Linked DNA regions of Sus scrofa: region 2 is linked to region 1. The links are chromatin contacts, called in public Hi-C maps. All regions are on one chromosome and are shown on one strand. The core of a region is the stretch at or near the end of the contact, and the rest is flanking DNA. Distances in the headings are between cores, read along the strand shown.

Region 1 (6,024 bases), core at 961-3,460:
GCGGTGAGTCCAGACCAGCCAGGCCCTTTCCTGCCCGATGGCAACACGGACCCTGCCTCGAGGATGGCAAGGCCGACGCCGCCTGGGAGGTGCAACCGCTGTGGGCGCAGCCAGGCAGCCCCGCACCGTCGCGCGAGTCAGGTCCCCACCGGCCAGCAGGGCCGTGCCACCGCCTGGAGCCCAGGGTCGGGCAGAGGCTGCGGTGGGGAAGGCGAGATGCAGCCTCGGCGCTGCCGCGCACGCTCTGCTCTCGGGTCCTGGTGAAGGGTGACCGAGCCGTGCGCTTGGGTTTGTGTCTCTTCCGAGGTGAGGCCGTGGTGCTTCAGTCAAGGGGCGCGGGGGAAGGGAGCGCAGCTGCCGGCAGAAGACCGGGGTGGGTGGGGGGGGGGTGGGGGGGTGATTTCTAGAGCGCTTGACACAAAGGCTCTGCGGTTTGGGATCTGGAGTCTCCTCCCAAGAAGGGGCGTCCCAGTGGCTGAGCACCCAGGGCTGCTGGAGCCTGGCGCGGTCACCTGGCTGGCCTGTGCCCTCCAAGCACAGGAGATCAGAGGTGGGCTCCACAGCCCCCCAGCCGGGCTGCCCCCAGAGCGGCGGGCGGGGTGGGCGGCAGGGACGGGGACAAAGAGGAGAGTAAGGCGGGAGGACACAGGCTGTGCGGGGCCGGCAGGGACCGTCTCAAGCTTTGGTTCCATGCCCTCCTCCTCTTTTTGGGGAGCCCTCTTGAGCTTGAGGGCCCTGTAAACCCAGGCTCAGGCCCTACTTCACCTTGCTGGAAACAGATTATTCGGCGAGAAGAAACTTTTTTGGAAAACCGATTACATCCTCATGAAGCTAAGAGAAGATAGGGCATCTGCAGCATAGTCACGGGATATGCTGCAAGTCAGAAAGCAGAAGTAATTCTTGGAAATGAAAACGACGACAGCAGAGATGAAAAGCTCAGCAGCTGGGCTGGTGGATAAAGCCGGGAAGCACCCAGCAAGCGGAGAGGCGACGAGACGGAGCAGGAGGCGCTTGCCTTTGCGGGGCACCTTGGGGCGCCCACCGACACCAGCCCCGGAGGAGCACAGACTGGGGCGCAAACTCAAAAATCAAAGCCACCCGCGGGCCCACAGGGCTGTCTTGCTGGAGTGTGTTCAGGGGGAGTGTGTTAGGAGGAGGCTGGCTCCCGGGTCCACCCTTGCCCTCCCCACCCTGCGCCCCCTGTAGCTTGGGGCGTGGTTTGTGGTGTAGAACCATAGCCACTGGCCGGCGTTCCTTGTTGGCAGTAAAATTAAGTGGGGGTGGGGGGAAGGAAGAAGGTGACGAAAGGGCAAGGGCGCCTGGGTCTACGCAGCAGAGGCTGGCAGGGTGGGGCGGGTCGGTGGTGGAGACAAGCCGAGCAGGCTCCCCGCCCTGCAGCCTGAGGGTCTGGATTGAAGATGCAGCCAGCGGAGTGGGCTGGCGGGATTTCAGAGGACCTGCCAGCTGCAGAGAAGATGCAGAGCAGGGCCTGGGCCCCCGACGGTGGCCGTCAGGACGGGTCCCGGCTTCTCCAGAGCAGCTCGGGAGCTGGAGAACCCAGGGACACCTTCCAGCCCTGAGTCCTGACTGCTGATGGCACCTCCCAGCTGGGCCCCTGAGCCTGCCCAGCGCTGGCCTCCTCTGGAAGCTCCTGGAACCTTGGGGAAGCCAAGAGAGCAGACGAAGGGATTTTGGAAGGGGGTCAGAGAAGCATAACTTACTTTGGGGAGCTTTCTCTGCCCCCGCTCGCAGGCCAGGCTCGTGTGGCACTGAACGCCGTGGCGTTGCCTTCCTGATCCCTCTTGGAAGAGGCGGCGCAGGCCCCTGTGTCCTTGCCCCTAATCTCCCACCGGTCATTTCTGTTGTTTCTCAGCCCCAAGAGGTGGTGGGATGAGGCCTGGTTCCGTGGACAAGGCTCTCAGCACAGTGCCTGCTGGCCTTTCCTGGGAATGGCAGCCCCTGTCCCCAGCTGTCCCCCTGGCTCTCCACCCACCAGACCTTGACCCCTTGCTGACCTTACCGTCCCGCATGGGCACCAGGGGCACTGGGCCCCTGCCCCTGCCCCTGCAGCTCCTGGAAGCAGACCCTCCCTGAGCTGAGGCCGTGCGCCTGGACCTTTGACTGGGAGCTCCGTCTTGTCACGCAGATGAGCTGGGCGAGCCTGCGGGCCGCGTTCCCCGCCTTGAGCCCCGCACAGCTGCACCGGCTGCTGACTCAGTACCAGCTGGCCTCGGCCATGGGCCCCATGAGCGCCTGGGAGCCGACCGCCCAGGACTGCCCGGAAGCCTTCCGGTCAGGTGAGGCCCCTCCTGGGAACTTGGGCGTGGACCTGGGCCCCTGACCCCCACCTGTGGAGGTCCCTGGCAGGGGGTGGCGGGGGGGGCAGGAAGGGCAGGACCCCCAGGGAGGAAGACGGCCCAGGGTGGAGGTTCCCCTCTGTCCCCAAGCTCTGGGCTGAGGTTGGAGGTCCCGCTGCCGCTCCTGGGTCCTGGCCCAGGGCACAGCACCAGGATGAGAGCAGGGTCTCCTCGTGGGGGGCCACTCCGCCGCCCTGGGGAACGTTCCTGAGCACACGTGCCCCGCGTGTCCCTGCACACGCAGGCGTGGAGATGGGCGCCCACGCGTATGTACCGGTTGTTATAGATCAGACGGCGTCTCTCTCTGTTAGCGTCACGTGTGTTCCCACAGAGAAAACCGGGAGGCCTCAGGCGGGAAGGTTCAGACAGAAGCAGGGCTCGGAGCCCGTTTTCCGTCTCTGTTCCCCTGGGGCTGGGACGCGGCCTCGCTCCCCTGTCACTTACTGGTGTGCATCTGAGCCCGGAGGCGGGGCCGGGGGTGAGGTGTGGGCACCGGCCTTCCCACCATCGGGAAGGCCCTGCGTCCTGGCCCTGGGAGTCCCGGGCGGAGCAGGCAGAGGAGCAGGGGGGGTGGGGGGCAGCCGCTGGGCCTTGGAGGGAGGAGAGGTCCCCTGGGCCGGTCACTTCTCCCGGCCCCCTCCCGTGTCCACGGGTTCCAGAGGCGTCAGGCGGGGGACGCCAGGCAGCCTCTTCCTGCTGCCGCGAGCCGCCGGTGGCCACGCCGTGTCCCCGCAGACGAGGTCCTGGAGTCCTACGAGAACCCCCCGCCCATCGTTTTGCCGAGCGAGGGCTTCCAGGTGGACCTGGACGCGGACCGCCTGGACGACAGCATCTACCAGCACCTCCTCTACATCCGCCACTTCCTGTGGAGCCTGCGGAGCAAGCCCAGCGCCAGCGGGGGGCCCGCGCCGCCGGAGTGCCCCCAGGTACCCGGCGGCAGAGGCCGGAGCTCCGTGGGCCTGGGGTTGGTGCCGCTGGGGCCGTGGCCGCAGAGCCGGGGAGGCCTGTCCTTCTCCCGTCACATCACGTTGGGTCGCTGGGCGCTGAGTTGGTTCTTCTTCTGTCCCCAGGGCCCACACCATGCCAGCCCCGAGGGCCACCCCGAGGCTTCCAGGGACCCCGGCCGGGGAGCCCGTGAGGCCAGCCCGGAGCACCCTCCGCCTTCTTCAGGGGCTCCCCGGGCTCAGGGCCCCCCAGGAAGGCCATCAGGCCGTGTGAGCCGCGGGGGCCCCCAGCCCGGGCCCCTGCACGGGGACGCATCATGCCTGCTCACGCCTCCCGCCACCCCACTCGAGCCCACTGTCCCCGAGTGGCCTGAAGCCAGCAGCTCCTGTGGGAGAGCACTTCTGGAAGGGAGCAGGAACGGGCTGGGTGGCCCCCGGGGTGCGGCTCCTGAAGGTGAGCCCCCGCCAGTCTCATGCCTGCACCCCAGCCCCTGCCCTGCCAGCGCCTGGCGGGTCCCGCAGGGTCTTTCTCCATGGGGGCCTGGTGGCACGCGTGGGCCTCAGTGCCGCCCTTAGTGCAGGACAGGCCCCGGGGGCAGAGGGGGAGGACGTGGCTCAGGCCCGGGCAGGGTAGCGGGGCCACACGCAGGCTTCTGGGGCTCGGAGAGCTGGTCTGCACCCAGCAGAGACTGGGTGGTGGAGGCACAGCTGCCCCAGCCCGGCCACCTGCCGCAGGAATTGTGCTCCTGCCCACTTTGGGGGGGGTGCCCTGAGGGCAGGGGGTCCTGGGACAGAGCTGGGTCTGAGGCCCCCAAGGGCAGTCAGGGGGTGGCTCGGCTTTATACCTCGTGGGCAGAGAAGGCGCAGTGCCTGGGGGGAGCAGGGGGCTGAGCTGAAAAGAGCCCCAGCTCTGGAGGGGGCCAGGGCAGGGCCCGCCTGGCCCTGGAGGGACAGACGTGGCGTCACCACTTAGAGGTGCAGGGAGAGAGGGCGGGGGCTGAGGAGGTCTCTGGAAGGAGGAGGGGAGCCGAGAGCCTGAGCAGAGCCCCCTTCTCAGCCTCTTGGCAGCAGCCCATGTCCTGGGGCAGCACAGGGGACCGCCCCCTCACCCCGCGGGGTCCCGGCCTTGCTGTCCCTGTTCTGCCCACGTGCCTGTCTTGTGGGACCTGCGTGAGCACCTGTTCCTCTGGTCCCCTGGAGAAGCAGCCGAGCCCAGATGTCCCTGGACTCTTGGACAGGCCCTGGCCCCTGGGCAGAGGTGAGACTGAGGCTCAGCCGCCCTAACCCTGCTGCGCTCCTCTCGCCCGCCCAGGAGACGGCGCGGCGCCCGCGGACGAGCCCCCTCCGGCCCCCTCCAGCCGCAGCTCCAGCACCGACGACTTCTGCTACCTGTTTGTGGTGGAGCTGGAGCGGGGCCCCTCGGGGCTGGGCATGGGCCTGATCGACGGGTTGGTGAGTGCACCCCCCTGCTGGCTCCCGCCGCTGTGGTCACCCGGAGCGGGGCGGGGCGGGGCCTGTGGCGGTGGGGACCAGGCTGCAGGAGCACGAGGCGGGGCTTGAGAGGAGGGAGAGGCCTGAGCGCCCTGGGTCAGGCCCGGGCCCTTGGCTGGGGAGGGGCGGAGGTGGCCCTTCCTGGGGACCCCGTGTGTGAGGGGCCACGGAGCCCTGAGGCTTCTGCTTCTCCCGCAGCACACGCCCCTGGGCGCCCCCGGGCTCTACATCCAGACCCTGCTCCCGGGGAGCCCCGCGGCGTCCGATGGGCGGCTGTCGCTGGGAGACCGCATCCTGGAGGTGAACGGCAGCAGCCTGCTGGGCGTCGGCTACCTGAGGTACCCCTGCCCCCCCACCTCGGCCGGGGGGCCAGGTCCACCCTCCCTGCAAGCCTGGCTTCTCCGGACCCCCCGAGCCGGCCCTGCCCTTCGCCGCCTCGGAGGGGCCCGCCGTCCAGCCTGCCTCCCTGCGGCCCCTTCCTCGCTCCCCTCACATCCGCCCTGCAAGACACACTGGCCCCGTTGGGGGGCTCGGGGGTGGGGCAGCCGGGCTCTGGGCTGGGCAGCGAGGGCACAGGCTCCACGATCCTGAAGCTCGGGCACAGCACGGGAGACCTAACTATCCACTCGGGGTGACGGGTGGGGGTGGGTCCCTTCCCGGGCGCCTCAGGAAGCTCTGCCCGCTGGACCCGTGAGAGACCTTCTGCAGCGCCCCGTCCCCTCCGCTGGTTTCAGAGCCGTGGACCTGATCCGACACGGGGGAAAGAAGATGCGGTTTCTGGTTGCCAAGTCCGACGTGGAGACAGCCAAGAAAATCCGCTTCCGCACACCCCCTCCCTAGGCGGCCTGCACCTGCGGTTCCCAGGTTATGTCACCCTCTGCCCGGCTGCTCCGTGTGGGGCGCGACCTTCGGGGCCCTTGCCGTGGCCCTCGGCCTGTGGATAATGTACATCGTAGTGTGTATTTTATTTATACGACAGCTGGCACCAAGTTGTGATGTTTGTTACAGAGCTTTTATGTTGGGAGATTTTAATGGAGTATAGATTCAATAAACTCTCTTTCGTATTCTTAGAGGGTGGCGGGGCGTTGGAGGCTGGGTGGGCACCATGCTGGCTCCCAGAGAGGCTGCCGCGGGCTCTGTGGAACCGGTCCCCTCCCTGCCAGCGCAGGAGAGACCTTGGGATGACACGGGGATGGTTGGGATGGGGGATGGCTTTAACTTGTCTGCCCTCC
Region 2 (6,024 bases), core at 2,381-4,880, 55 kb before region 1:
AAAAAAAGATGCCCTCCCCCCCAAAAAAAGCAATGGCACAGGGACCCTGTTGAGGGCCTGTGCAGGGTTCCCTGGGGGGCTCCTCTCAGGACTGGAACTTCTGGGTTATCGGTACATTGGCTTCGTTTCCTAGGAGGCACTGCAGGGCAGTAGCTTCTCCAGAAAGGCTGCCACGACACCCGAGTGCTTTCGTACGTGAGCCTTCCCCGTCCTTAAGCACTGAGTGTGAGTCCCCCCCCACAAACGTCTCTGCTGGAAAGAGTTTCAAACCAAAAGGGACAAAGGGACAGCAGTGTAGCGGGGAGCTGGGGTCACGCACACAGAGAGTCTCTGCAGCTGACCGGTGTGAGCGGCTGTGACCTGAGTCCTGAAATGGCTTCCCCAGAGTCACAGTGTGTGGCCTAGACTGTCCCTCCACTAAGCAGAACTCAAGGAAATGGGTCCTCTGGATATTGACTAGCCAGTGATTTGAAGGAGAAAGGGTTTTATTTTTTTTGTGCCCATTCATTTGTCAACAGATATTTGTCGAGTGCTACTCCGTTAGGTACTCGACTGGGTGCCGAGATCCAGGCAGTTGACAAACCGAATAGATCCTGTTCTCATGGAGCTAAGAGTCTGCAGTGGCCGAAAAGACGGAGTCATTCTAAAAACAGCTGCAAATGGTGATAGGTGCTGTGAAAGAAAAGTACCGGTGCCAGTTTAACCTGAAAGCTGGGGATGCTCTCTCTGCGGAGATGAAATTTAAGCCAAATCTCCAAGTTGAAAACACTCACCAGGTGAAGGGCAGCAGAGATGAGTGGGGCAGGAAGCGCTTTCTGGGCATAGGGAACAGCATCGTGCAGAGACCCAGGGAGGAGACACAAACGCAAGGCACCCAAAGGCGGTGTGGCTGGAGGGCGGGGGAAGTCAGGGGGGTGGAGCTGGAGAGACGGTCGGGGCTTGTTAGGTGTGTTGGCTTTTAGATGAAGTTGGATGGGGGGCTGCTGAAGGGATTAAAAGCCCCCTCTGGCTATTGGGTAGGAAAGACTTTGAAAAGATGAGTAATAGGGGAGCTCCCCTGTGGCTCAGTGGTCGCGAACCTGACTGGTATCCATGAGGATGCAGGTTCAATCCCTGGCCTCGTTCAGTGGGTTAAGGGTCTGGCGATGCCATGAGCTGTGGTGTAGGTTGCAGACGAGGCTTGGATCCTGGATGGCTGTGGCGTAGGCCAGCAGCTGCAGCTCCAATGCAACCCCTAGTCTGGGAACGTCCACATGCCTTGGGTGTGGCCCTAAAAAGACCAAAAAAAAAAAAAAAAAAAAGACTCCCAGATTTCTGGAATGAGCAGCTGGGTAGATGGAGATGCCAGCTACAAAATGGGGACGACCACGAAAGAAAGAAACTATGGAGGGAAGAGTAAGAGTTCTCTTGAAGCTACGTTAGGTTTGAGACATCCAAATGGAGGTGGCAGGAAGTCAGACAACAGGCATCTGGAGCTCCGAAGAGAGTCCACTATAGAAACTTAAGCTAAGCTGTAAATAGATGATATTTAAAGCTGTGAAAATTGGTCTCTTACCCAGGGAGTAAATAGATATACAGCGAGGAGCGTTGCAGGATTAATGTGGGAGCTGGAAGAGCTCCAACTTTAGAGGCCAAGCAAAAGCGGAGCAAGTCAGACGGAGGGAGGCCAGGGGTGTGAGAGGCAGCACAGAGTGTGGTGCCACGGAGGCCAGAGGAGGCCACTGCAGGTCACAAAAGATGGAGACCCCGGACCCACCAGATGGAGCAACGTGGAAGTCACCAAAGACCCTCCTGGTAGCCCTGTTGCTGGAATGTTAAGCATGCAGACCCCACTGAAATGGGTTGAGAAGCTGGCAGGGTACTTATATTTCTGGCAATATGTGGCACTAATTGTCCTGGAAAAGCTTTCTATGTAAAGTACCTGCAAGAGCTGGCTGAAATATAGCAGTTCTCCTGTTAGATGCAGAGCTGAATACTCCCCCCTCCCAAAAGGTAATCCCCAGGGGTGAAAGAAAAACCAAAGTGAGATACTCGGAAGCCTTAGAATCTTAGGTGATTATGAAGCTATAATTGCCCTGTAGGCATTTACTAGTCTTTGTAACCCAGGAACTCAAGTTTAATAGCTGTCCTAGAAAGTGACATAGAGCCTTGGGACCTTAAGAAGTAGGGAGTTGGAACTGCGACCCTCACCCATATTTGGAAACTGTAAAGGGAGGTAGATTGAATGAAAAGGTAGAACAGGAAGAATCTGCTCCCTGGTACAAGGAGATGAGAAGGAGTTAGCTTTCTTGAGCTGGGCTCTGGGCAAGGAAAACTGAATAGTCTCCCCTAGAATTGAAAATCACTCTTTCTCTCTGTCTTTGGGGTTCAAAATTGCACTGTTGAAGTGATTGGGAGAAGTGCAAGAGAAGAAACTCCAGTGTACATAGTTTGACAGCTTAGAAGGACACTGGGTGGAAACATAGTCCTTTTTGGAAGGACAACCACACAGCTATCCAGGCCTGGCGAGAGAAGAGCTCCCAGTTCAAAATTACGAGACACCTGAAGTGATGCTGCTCACAGTGAGTCAGCAGGAAACAAACTATAGAATCCGATTCTCAAGGACTTAGGTATCGGAACCATTTGTTACAGAATATTAAGTGAGGATGTTGAAAATGGTAATGAAATAAAAGGTAGAAAGAAAACGGGAAGGAACAGAATGTCATTCCAAAAGGATGGGGCGATTTGGAAAAGAACGAGATAACGGTTTTAGTAATGAAAACGCAAGTTTGTCCATGGATCCTTCAGTGATGACGTAGCAGCCTAAATATATCTGAAGAGAGAACTAGAGAATGAGGGGGAGCTGGCATCTCGCAGAAAGAAACAAGGGTTTACAGACACGGCGGTCAGAATGAGAAGGTCTGTCCCAGGTCTCCAAGAAGAGGATCAAGAGAATGGAGAGAGAACATATTCCAGGGATGCGCCCCAGGATCTTCTGATCCAGGAACCACGGTGTTTCCTGGCTAAGACAGACGAAAAGTTTACCCCCAGCTGCCTAGTGGCAATGCCGCAGGACACTTAGGGCAGATTCTTACAGCTGCCAAGAAGCAAGACAGGCGAGCCGCAAGCTAGTCCGACTGCAGACTTCCCAATGGGACCTGCAGACACCACAGGGAGGCAGGCAGGTCATGCCAAGCTGGAGAGGACAGGACTGAGCGCCCAGAGCTGCGGTCCTGGCGCTGGCCGCGGAGCATGCAACGGAGCTGCCTCCCCGCAGCAGACCCTGCCCTGGAAGGATTCTAAGGGATGGGCATGTGGCGGATGCCACTGGTGAAGAAAGCGACGTGAGGTGTAGGAAACGCGAGCAAGGAGGTGGATGGTAGGTCTGGGCAAAAATACAACACAGTTGGAGTTCCCGTCATGGCGCAGTGGTTAACGAATCCGACTAGGAACCATGAGGTTGCGGGTTCGGTCCCTGCCCTCGCTCAGTGGGTTAACGATCCGGCGTTGTCATGAGCTGCGGTGTAGCTTGCAGAGCTTGCAGAGGTTGCAGACGCGGCTCGGATCCCGCGTGGCTGTGGCTCTGGCGTAGGCCGGCGGCTGCAGTTCCGATTCGACCCCTAGCCTGGGAACCTCCATATGCCGCGGGCGGGAGCGGCCCCAGAAATGGCAAAAAGACAAAACAAACAAACAAACAAAACAGCACAGTTACCACGTGCCCGAAACCCGGGGCGCCCCTCTGAGGCCACCCCTTGGCGGGACGCCAGGGCGGAACCACGGGGGCGTGCCGGAACTACAGCCCCCATGAGGCTCTGCGCGCGCATGCTCTGTGGGGCCGCGGGGCGGGGCGGGCGTGGGCGTTCTAGAAGGCGGCGGCGAGGCCGCGGGCGCCATGTTGGGGCCGAGGGGACCGCGGAGAGGCGCTTGAAGCGGCGGGAGCGGGTCGGACCTGGGCTGGTAGGAGCCCCGCCCCTCCCGCCTCAGCGGATCATGACCCGGGCGGCGGCCGCGGAGGTCACGGTGGCGGGGGACGTGGCGTGGCGGGGCCAGCGCTAGAGACGATGCCGTTTCCGGTGACCACCCCGGGATGCCAGCCGCCGCCGCCGCCGCCCAAGCGCTATGGCATCTCCTCCCCCATCAGCCTGGCGCCCCCCCGGGAGACTGACTGCGTCCTTACCCAGAAGCTGATTGAAACCCTGAAGCCCTTCGGGGTGTTTGAAGAGGAAGAGGAACTGCAGCGCAGGATTTTAATTTTGGAGAAATTAAATTATCTGGTCAAGGAGTGGATACGAGAACTCAGTGAAAGCAAGAGTCTTCCACAAGCTGTCATTGAAAATGTGGGAGGGAAGATCTTCACGTTCGGGTCTTACAGATTAGGGGTGCATACGAAGGGCGCCGATATCGATGCGTTATGTGTCGCCCCGAGACATGTCGATCGAAGCGACTTTTTTACCTCCTTCTATGATAAGTTGAAACTCCATGAAGAAGTAAAAGATTTAAGGGCTGTTGAGGAGGCCTTTGTGCCAGTTATCAAACTGTGTTTTGATGGGATAGAGATTGATATTTTGTTTGCAAGGTTAGCACTGCAGACTATTCCTGAAGATTTGGACCTGAGAGATGACAGTCTGCTTAAAAATTTAGATATCAGATGCATAAGAAGTCTTAACGGTTGCCGGGTAACTGATGAGATTTTACATCTAGTGCCAAACATTGACAACTTCAGATTAACTCTGAGGGCCGTCAAGTTGTGGGCCAAGTGCCACAACATCTATTCCAATATATTAGGTTTCCTAGGAGGTGTCTCCTGGGCGATGCTAGTAGCGAGAACTTGCCAGCTTTATCCAAATGCAATAGCATCAACTCTTGTACGTAAGTTCTTCTTGGTGTTTTCTGAATGGGAATGGCCAAATCCAGTGCTGCTGAAAGAGCCCGAAGAACGGAATCTTAATTTGCCCGTGTGGGACCCGAGAGTAAACCCCAGTGATAGGTATCATCTCATGCCTATAATTACCCCCGCCTACCCACAGCAGAACTCCACATACAATGTGTCTGTTTCAACGAGGATGGTCATGATTGAGGAGTTTAAACAAGGGCTCGCTATCACACACGAGATTTTGCTGAGTAAGGCGGAGTGGTCCAAACTTTTTGAAGCACCAAGCTTCTTTCAAAAGTACAAGCATTATATTGCACTTCTAGCAAGTGCACCAACAGAAAAACAGCATCTGGAATGGGTGGGCTTGGTGGAATCAAAAATCCGAATCCTGGTCGGAAGCCTGGAGAAGAATGAATTTATTACACTGGCGCACGTGAATCCTCAGTCCTTTCCAGCCCCCAGGGAAAGTCCTGACAAGGAAGAATTTCGTACCATGTGGGTGATTGGGTTAGTGTTAAAAAGACCCGAGAACTCTGACATTCTCAGTATCGATCTCACCTACGACATCCAGTCCTTCACCGATACAGTTTATAGACAGGCAGTTAATAGTAAGATGTTTGAGATGGACATGAAAATTGCGGCGATGCACTTGAGAAGAAAGGAACTTCATCAGCTGCTACCGAACCACGTGCTTCCGCAAAAGAAGACACCCTCGCCAGAAGGTGTCAGATTGACAGCTTTGGGTGACGGCAGCCTCGGCTTGACTGCAGACAGTGAAGACAGCGTGTCTGTGTCTTCATTTCCCGGCGCTGTGAAGACTGGCCCGGTGACTGGCAGCTCTCCAGGCAGAAGCAGTCCTGCCCTCGCTATGATGGCGGCACCTGTGATCAGCGCTCAGGTTACTGATGTTTCCTTGCAGCAGGCAAATCCCAGTGAAAGCCCAGGGAGTGCGTCCAGCGAAAGCATCCCTCACGCTGGCTCACTACCAGCCATTCTACCACCGAAGCCTGTGGTCACCAGAGTCATTTCCTCAACCCTTCTGGTGAATCACCCCCCCAGGCCTTCCGGGAGCGCAGCAGCAAACATAGCCAATCCTATAGTAGGGGTCTAGAGGAGCGGGTCGCGTCATCCAGGAGCGAGGTCGGAGGGAAACATTCTCACGAGGACATACG

What was found. A called contact is a pair of places that touch in the nucleus more often than the background predicts.
Region 2: a Hi-C map of fetal skeletal muscle shows a contact between it and region 1, with 2.7 times the contacts expected there. The contact joins the promoter of PAPOLB here to the enhancer-like site in region 1. A contact is called at or near these places in 13 of 47 Hi-C or Micro-C datasets (alveolar macrophages, embryonic fibroblasts, fetal heart ventricle and 9 more) and 1 of 2 datasets of contacts at active chromatin or transcription factors (skeletal muscle).

The regions. Positions count from the first base shown.
Region 1 is chr3:3,642,132-3,648,155 of Sscrofa11.1, reverse strand. It overlaps RADIL (ras-associating and dilute domain-containing protein), which reads left to right. Exons shown (of 16, transcript XM_021086022.1): 10 at 2,147-2,297; 11 at 2,669-2,803; 12 at 3,093-3,283; 13 at 3,428-3,755; 14 at 4,614-4,753; 15 at 4,991-5,130; 16 at 5,527-5,862. The coding sequence ends at 5,632. It also overlaps a transcript of AP5Z1 not described here. Among named protein-coding and RNA genes, the nearest start is that of AP5Z1, 22 kb to the right of the region's middle. Within about 2 kb of position 2,210, at least 5 of the 83 cell types and tissues checked have an H3K27ac peak or open chromatin away from gene starts, as enhancers often do. A contact at or near this core is called in fetal skeletal muscle and omental adipose tissue, where this site is marked.
Region 2 is chr3:3,698,592-3,704,615 of Sscrofa11.1, reverse strand. PAPOLB (poly(A) polymerase beta) reads left to right here and starts at 3,630. Exons shown (of 1, transcript XM_005674549.3): 1 at 3,630-6,024. The coding sequence starts at 4,041. The coding sequence ends at 5,963. All of the region lies in intron 2 of RADIL (ras-associating and dilute domain-containing protein), which reads left to right.